Linked DNA regions of Lactuca sativa: region 1 is linked to region 2. Evidence: chromatin contacts called from public Hi-C data. All regions are on one chromosome and are shown on one strand. The core of a region is the stretch at or near the end of the contact, and the rest is flanking DNA. Distances in the headings are between cores, read along the strand shown. Region 1 holds the start of LOC111917169 (probable pectinesterase/pectinesterase inhibitor 6). Region 2 holds the start of LOC111917306.

What was found. Hi-C and Micro-C count contacts between places; a contact is called where the count stands out from the background.
Region 1: a Hi-C map of bud shows a contact between it and region 2, with 8 times the contacts expected there. The contact joins the promoter of LOC111917169 here to the promoter of LOC111917306 in region 2. A contact is called at or near these places in 2 of 4 Hi-C or Micro-C datasets (bud and leaf).

Annotation. Positions count from the first base shown.
Region 1 is chr3:31,688,575-31,693,180 of Lsat_Salinas_v11, forward strand. LOC111917169 (probable pectinesterase/pectinesterase inhibitor 6) reads left to right here and starts at 2,698. Exons shown (of 2, transcript XM_023912821.2): 1 at 2,698-3,031; 2 at 3,394-4,191. The coding sequence starts at 2,698. The coding sequence ends at 4,085. LOC111917304 reads right to left here. Exons shown (of 8, transcript XM_023913001.3): 8 at 4,310-4,606. The coding sequence ends at 4,550.
Region 2 is chr3:31,493,479-31,497,516 of Lsat_Salinas_v11, forward strand. LOC111917306 reads left to right here and starts at 2,364. Exons shown (of 4, transcript XM_023913004.3): 1 at 2,364-3,294; 2 at 3,894-3,949. The coding sequence starts at 2,554.

The DNA.
Region 1 (4,606 bases), core at 1,448-3,947, 200 kb after region 2:
GATCTCCGATACAAAACCTTGGGAGGTGATAATGATCACATGCCTAAATGATTTTATTGATATAAAAATAGTAATTACAAGGAGTTCTTAGTAAAAATAAGTAAACAATTTCGCAGTGTAAGCTTAGGTTTAAGAATTGGTCTTCCCTTGACTACTTCTGCAAGATGTCTGATATTTTTGGGATCCTCTATGACCAGCTTCATAAATGTTATTTGAACAAGTATTCCGGGTCTTTAGCATTGTTGAGATGATTCTACGTTGAGAATTGGTCTTCCCTTGACTACTTCTGCACACGTGTAAGTAATAGACAAAATATGACCGTTATAAATATTAATAAAAATAATAAAGGTAGTTAGTCAGGATCCTGAGGTAATTGAGGATCCTGGATATTTGAGGATCTTGAATATTGTAAGGATCTTGTCCCTAACGTAGAGTATGAGAAGGCATGCTAAGAGACAGAGATATGAGAATAACAGAGTAAGATATGGAGAAGAGCATGCATAGAGTATAGAGAAGATAAGAGAAATATTAGAAAGGATATAGTATGTAAAAGAAAGAAATAGAATATAGAATATGTGTAGAGTAAAATATGAGCCTGAGAAGAGGCTAAGAGAGAGTAAGATATGAAAAGAAAAGAATAGAAGAAGATAAAGTACGAGAATGAAAGAATAGAATGTTGAGGCATGAGAGGAGATAGAAGAAAAGAGATAGATGAAATGAGAAAGAAAAGAGAAGATTAGAGAAATGAAAAGATGAGAAATAAGAAGAAGTAAAGAGAAAAAAGTATAAGAGATAGATTAGATAAGATGAGAAAGAATAGTAGTGTGTGTTATTAGAGAAACAGATTAGTTTGTAGAGTAAGAGAAAGAAGAAAGAAGAAAGAAATGGTAGATGAAACATGAAATCATATTAGAATATAACTTACGAGAAATGTGGTCTGATGTAGTAGATATGTTTCATGTTTTGCAGGTTCGGGTAGCATATGTGGTACGTGACAAGACTTTAGCACAAGGACCTAGACAAGGTTGCTATTTAAAGTACCTTTCCTTGTTGTTGTGTTTATGTAATAGATTTTATTGTAAACTCGTGATTTAACTTGGGATTTAAAGTGTTTTAATTTTTTGTAGAATTCTATATTGTAGATAAAACTCTAATAATTCCATTAGATTAGATGTTAGAAAATTTGGTTCGTTACATTGATCTTCCTTGATTCTTTAATTTCATCAATATTGTACCTTCTACACTTAGCATCATATCTCTTAGTGGAATTAGCTGCATTTTCTTTCTCAACAATCCCAGTTGTAGATTCTTCTGTTAAACATGTTTTTCTATCTTTTTTTGCTCCTCGGGTTTTCATTTTTGGAGCTAGGTTTCAAATTGATATGTACAATTGAATCAATGGTGTCGCATGTCACCATGTTACCCTATACAACTATACTTTCTGAGAAGATGAAAATGAAGATGATGGTCGAACCAACGAATACCAACAAAGATAAACCCAGATGAAAAAAAAAAAAAGAATACTAGCCAAATCTAAAAAAACAAACCTTCTATGCAAAATACTCATCGATTCGATTCAACATCCTATTCCAGATCAATTTGACACAACCTTGCAGCTTTGCTAGAGATATCATACGGTTTCTATCTCTATCGAAGTGATTGAATACATTTGTAATAGCTTGAATTCGTCATGAGTTTGGAGTCCTAGTGAGTGTTTTTTGTTCCGATTTGGATCGATTAAACCAAATAAATAAGTAACTGATGATCTAGAGAATAGTGTTCTTAGGCGGCGGCTCACTCAAAATTGGCCAAGGGCGATAAAGGGAAGGGGTGAATATATAGACCCTTATCGTCTAGATCAGTTGGGGTGAAGAACAGTGGATGGTGGAGAGGAGAACGTTCAGAAGTATTTTGTGATATAGGGAGGAGTTAGGGGGGGGGGGGATTAGAGGAGGTTGTTTGATTTTTTGTGGGAATATATATATATATATATATATATATATATATATATATATATATATATATATATATATATATATATATATATATATATAGAGAGAGAGAGAGAGAGAGAGAAAGAGATGTGTGTCTAAGGTTAATTATTTAAATGGTTTTAGTAGAGAGAGAGAGAGAGATGTGTGTGTCTAAGTTTAATTATTTAAATGGTTTTAGTTAAAGAAAAATATAAAATAAAAATAAAAATGACAAATAAGTCTTTTTTTCGGGTGAGGGCCCAATTTTTAAAAGTTCTAAACCTATATGGACCATCTATAAAGTTTTGTAAACTTATGGACTATATACTAGATTATGAAAGACTCCAGGGATTATTTATGAGGATGTGTCTAAAAAAATATTTAAAAATATATATATTTATACATAAGGCCATTGTTATGGCCATTATGGTTGCTCTTAAAACTTATACCATCGGGATCCATAACGCATGAATTAATTAATGGGCATAAATGCTATAGCTTCTTCAAGTTCATATTAATATGAAAAATAACCTAAATTCAGACTTTATAATTTTCCAAAATGCCAGAATTATGTCTTATTTTTTTTTACAGCATTACAACACTTGTACTTTCAAGATCGATCTCTTGTGCACGCATCATTTGTTACAATTCCCCTTTTCCCGAGTTATGCAATTCAATCATTGTTCCTAAATTCGAGTCTCATGAATCTCAAATCAAGGCGTCAATGAGTCAAGCTCATAACTTGTCCATGACGAGTGATGATAGACTCATACAATTAGCCGAAGGAGGAGAAATAAAACAAGTAGATTTGGTCGTAGCTCAAGATGGTTCTGGTGATTTTTCAACCGTTGTCGAAGCCATCAAAGCATCTGAAAATCGAAGAACTGGAACTGATAGATTTATTATATACGTGAAATCTGGTGTTTATATAGAAAATGTCATCATCAATTCGTCAATGCACAATTTGACACTTATTGGAGAAGGCATTGATGCAACAGTTATAACCAACAATAAAAACGTCAACGATGGATATGAAACTTATAACACCGCAACCTTCCGTAAATTTTTATTCTCGTATATTTTTTCATTACTCAATTTACATTATTTGGTAATATACTTTACTTTTTATCAATATTTTTGGCAACTTAGATTTACTGCCAAAATATACTTTATTTCTGACATGTACTTGGTAACAAAAGAAAATACATGTTTATTATAGGTAAGAAAAATTATACATACGTTATCATTATTTAGAAAAAAAAAATAGAAATATCTTGTGAATGTTAGTTACATACGAGTATTTTATTAATTCTAAAATACGTTTTTGTTATGTATACAAAAAATACAAATAAATTGCAGTTTATTATTGGTTTATGAGTTTATCTATCCTAGTATTTAATTCAAAAACTGAAATGTGCAGAGATTTGGGGTTCCGGTTTTGTTGCGATTGGAATTACATTCGAGAACACCGCCGGTCCGGAGAAACTACAAGCGGTGGCGCTTCTCTCGGCTTCAGATCTCTCGGCTTTCTTCCGATGTAGCTTCAAAGGCTACCAAGATACCCTCTGCCTCTTCCAACAGCGTCAATTTTATCGCGAATGTGACATCTATGGAACCGTCGACTTCATCTTCGGTGACGCTATCGCCGTCCTCCAAGACTGTAACATCTATCTCCGAAAGCCATTGTTTGGCCAACAAAACACGATAACGGCTCAAGGAAGAACCGATTCAAGTTCTGCAACAGGGTTTGTTATTCACAATTCGCAGGTCACGGCCGCCCCTGGGTTAACCCTAGCCGATGGATCAGTCAAGAACTTTCTAGGCCGGCCATGGAGGGACTACTCGAGGGTTGTATTTGTGAAGTGTAATCTCGATAGCTTGATTGATCCCCAAGGGTGGATGCCGTATCGGGATAGCTCTGCTTTTGATAAATTGTATTACGCAGAGGCTATGAACTCAGGGGAGGGTGCGAACACCTCCGGTAGGGTGAGGTGGCCGGGGTTCCATGTTTTGACCGGTGATCAAGAGGCGGAGCAGTTTTCTGTTAGGAACTTTTTGGCTGGAGATTCATGGATCCCACAGACTGGAATTCCTTTTGATTCTGGTATTTAAATGATTTTTTAGAGACAAATAAATGTTGCTTGGTAGTGGTAGTTGTAGTGGTAAGAAAAGTTTTTTTGTTCAATATTTTTGTAAGAATAGATGAAGATTTATTGCATTTGCTTTGGTTTGAAATGTTGTCTAGTGAACAAAAATAATAATTTTCAGTCAGAACGTTTGACATGGTATCGGGTATATGCATGTTAAAAAATTGTCCATAAATTTCAGAGAAGCAATAACGTAACAATTCAAAACTATAAAATTATGATAAATGGCAAAATTTTGTACGTTACGCAGCCACCAACACTAACTCTTGCTCTTGATGTGCACATCACACCAGTAAATAAAATCCAAATCCAAACCTATATGGTTAACCAACATAAACACGAAGCAAAAGATGATGTCCTTATTCATTTTGCCAACGTTTTCTTGCATGACTGAGGCCTATCCACATCATCCATAACAACTTCCAATCATCAAAGTAAATATGACTCCACCACAACCCGCCCAAACTTCTCTTGAACATCTTTCGG
Region 2 (4,038 bases), core at 1,114-3,613:
ACATCGTGGTCTTCATAGAAATTATGTATTCTTCAAGTCAGCTCAACGATCGCTAAGTTTCGATTTACCACATCGTGGTGGTGTCACCACATCGTGGTAGCTAGGAATCAACATTTTCTCAAAACACGAAAGTCGTCCGAAAATTTGTCTAGTTTTCAGATCATTTTGAACCTCGTCAATCGAATTTACGATTCATGAGATATAGCCAAAATACTGACAAGTGGTGAAGCTCTCTAACAACATTCTTTTTGTGTCTTCCTCTTGCCTAAACTCGCATTTTCCTGCTTCCAGCTTCCATATTGCTTCTGAGCATGTCTATTATGCTATATAGCATATATTAAACATAATAAGTACCTTTTGTTATATAATAAGAATAATATAGCATAAATATTAAGATAATGAATGGAATATATGACTAAATATGCACATATCAAAATACCCCATACTTAACATTTGCTTGCCCCCAAGCAAACTGTTTTTTAACTTACCAATATCGCATAAAACAATCTATTTTAAACCCATCCATTATCCTAAGACCGCAATGCATGTATTTGTGTATCATTCCTAAAAACTTCCCAATCCTAAATACTTACAATCCTTATGAACATTCACCCCACTGACCGATCCAGTACTAACATACAAGTCTATAAGCTCATATAGTAGGCATATAAATGCATTTCTCCTAGCATTCTATCATGCAATCCTGAGTAGATCCTTAGCCCTAACTTAGCATGCAGTTCTTAAATTCATAATTCAAAGCATATCAAATATAACATGTATGAGTATTTTGGGAAAACTTACTTGAGCTCGGTCGAGTGCATGTACCACACCCGTTCTTTTATTAGAAAATCCTTTAATTAAAACATTTCTTTTATTGAAAAATCTATCAAACCCTCATTTTAACTTCAGACACACCCGAGAGTATGTCCGAATCTCTCAAACCAAGGCTTTGATACCAACTTGCAACATCCCAAAACCCAGAACCCAAAATTTTTGTTTTTATATTAAATAAAACAACCAGACGTGTTTATCAAAACCATAAGAAAATCATAGTGTATCAATAATCATCCAAAATACATAAGAGTCAATAAAGCGAAAGATCATGGTGTGTGCGATGTGATCATCCCGAACTCTTCCCATTGGAACCGAAAGTACCTGAAACACAAATTGAAAACTGTAAGCACAAAACTTATTGAGTTTCCCAAAACACTCCATACCATACATACAATGGGCCTTAGCCGACAACCTTCGGGCCCCGTCCGATATCGATCCCCGCTTGAAACATATGTATCAGTAACATGCGATGGGCCCCGCCCAACATACTCATCAGGCCCCGCCCGATATATATACAACCACATACAACACATGCAAGAGCTACACAGACAGTTAACATACAAATAAGAATAATCCATGAGTCGGTATTGGCGCCTTCGACCCGCCAAACAATGGGAGGAGACTCACCTTAATCGACTAAAAATCAAATAAATGCTCGATTTAAAATATGATGACAACTCGATTTAAAACAATTATTTGTTTGCAAAGAAACTCAAATTTATATAAACAATATGAAGAAAAAAAATTACATACCTTATATTGATTAGCTATGACTTGCTCGTTAAAAGTCTCAAACCATGAACAATTTAGTGTATGAATTAGGGCTAGAATTTAATACATAATCATATTAGCATCGACAAAGATAATGGAGTAAACAAAAATTGAATATAAAATCACAATATCAAAATATAAAAGAACAAACCAAACCGAGGAAATAGAATCACAATAAAAGATCACAAACCAACAATGATGAAGCAAGTCATCGACGACGACTATGGACAAACGAGATGGAGGCGGTGGATGAACGCGACGACACGGTGCAACAGACGACGATGATGGTGAAACAAATCAGAGATAGAAGACGAATGAGCGTTGTTAGGAAGTGAAGAGTCATTTTCATGGTTTTGTGTTTGAATATTGGGATGAGTTTTAGATGGGAGGGGTAGATTGTAAAGTTTGTTAAAATGAAAAAAAAAAAGCAAAATTATCATTTTATAAAAAAATGTTTGTACGGTAAAAAGTTATTAAGTTAGTGTATAGGAATCAACTCACAATTGTAAATATGTTTATCAAAATACACATATTTTTATTTATGTTTACAAAAATACACATATATTTTAATTTTATTACTTTTTCCAATGAATATGGATTTTTTAAATTCTTTTTTTCCCAATGAATACGGATTTAAGAGGTGGAATAATTGTTTCACCTTGCAAAATAAGTTACACTGCAGAAACATAATTGTTATAAAAAAGTCACCTTTAACATTATAAAAAAGGCACTTTTATTACTACACCTACTTTGTAAGATCTCAGCCAAAAAGCTTTTGCAAAGCCTGCTTAATTCAGTAGAAAACAAAAAAACTCCATGGATTCTACTGCTTCATTCAGGATCAAATACTAAAGGCCATCTCACTGGAGTCCATCCCACTCAAAAACCACAATCATATCAACAAATTTGCCGCACACATCCCAAAATTCTTAACCTTTTTCTTCATCAATGGCTACGCAAGATCACCTCCACCTCCATGAGCAACACCACAAACAGAGCTATGAAGAGCTGCTTTGCTCTTATTTAGGCATAAGTTTCGCAATCTTTCTAGGGTTCCTTCCTAAACAATCGCTTGCTTTGGTCACATCTCTCCAAACTCATGACGAATCACTCTCTAAAAGGCTCTTACAAGCAGAAGAACAACTCGAGCAGCTCTACTCGCGAAGAAAGGAGGATTCCAAAGCGAATGCTAGGGTTGTTGAGATATTCGCTAGCCACCGCCACGGATGGCAGCAAGAAGAGAAACGCCTCCTCCGTCAGATCGACGAAAACGTGGAGGAGATTGCGAATTTGAGGGCTAAAGTGGAGGACCTCGAGATTAGGGTTGATGAGTTGAAAAGGGAAGTGAGTGAGAGAGATGAGTTGCTGAATTTTATGACGAATAGGGAGGATGATGGCGGAGGATACGGTGGCGACGGTGATGGAGAATTCTATGGAGAAATGTTGGGGTCTAGGTATGGGAAATTAAGGGTTTCAGATGAGGGGATTAACCATAACCATAACCATAACCTTAAGCATGATATCAATTACGGTAATAACAGTGTTATGGGAGATTGTTATATGGAAAGAGGGGTTCACAATGTGGATGATTTGGGCTCGATTTATGATGTGCATTCCATGTTTAAATCTTCAGAGTTTTCCAATTCCGAGGTTTCCAAGTTCTTGGCAGAAAGATCAAATCTTTGGCAGGTTTTGAATGCTAATCTCCATTAAAGTTCATATGTTTGTTCTTCATTACATGCATTCTTTTAGCTGAATGGTCCATCAAAACTTCAAATGCTGCATGATACGAAGTAATTTCATGAAGTTAAATTACTTATTGATCTCTTTAATTATTAAAATTAGGTTTAACTAATGATACCTTTTTATCATGGGTGTCTTTATCAGCTACAGGTTGGCAATAGTGTCTCTATATACATATTAAACTCAACGTCTTGAATAAGATATTATTTGTATGTTATAGTTGTGAATTTAGGATGATAACTAGGAATCCCGATTTCTGTTTGGTGGTGGTGGTTGATTTCATCAATTGCAGTTTTGCAGTTTGAATGAAAGTTGGACCACCTCATCACTGGCTACCACTCCCCATGCAATTTTCCATTATTTCCATTTTATTTTTATGATTTAAAGTCAAATCTTAAGCCAAAGTAATTGAAACCCATTAGTCTTTTTCATATTTTGCACTAGTGACTGGTTTAATATATGTTGAAAAACTTAACTTATTAAGATAATCTTAAATCTTAAATGTTGACCAGTTGGGTTGACTTTCCGAGTGCTAATTTGTGCAGGGTGTACAATATGAACCTGTCGAACAAGCTCACGATTTGAAGCACTATGTAACAAGGTAATCTTGCTTTAGAATTTGAATACATATCTATCATAAATCATGATTCTTTTGACATATCAAAAGTCAAAACTAAATCAATCCTTTTT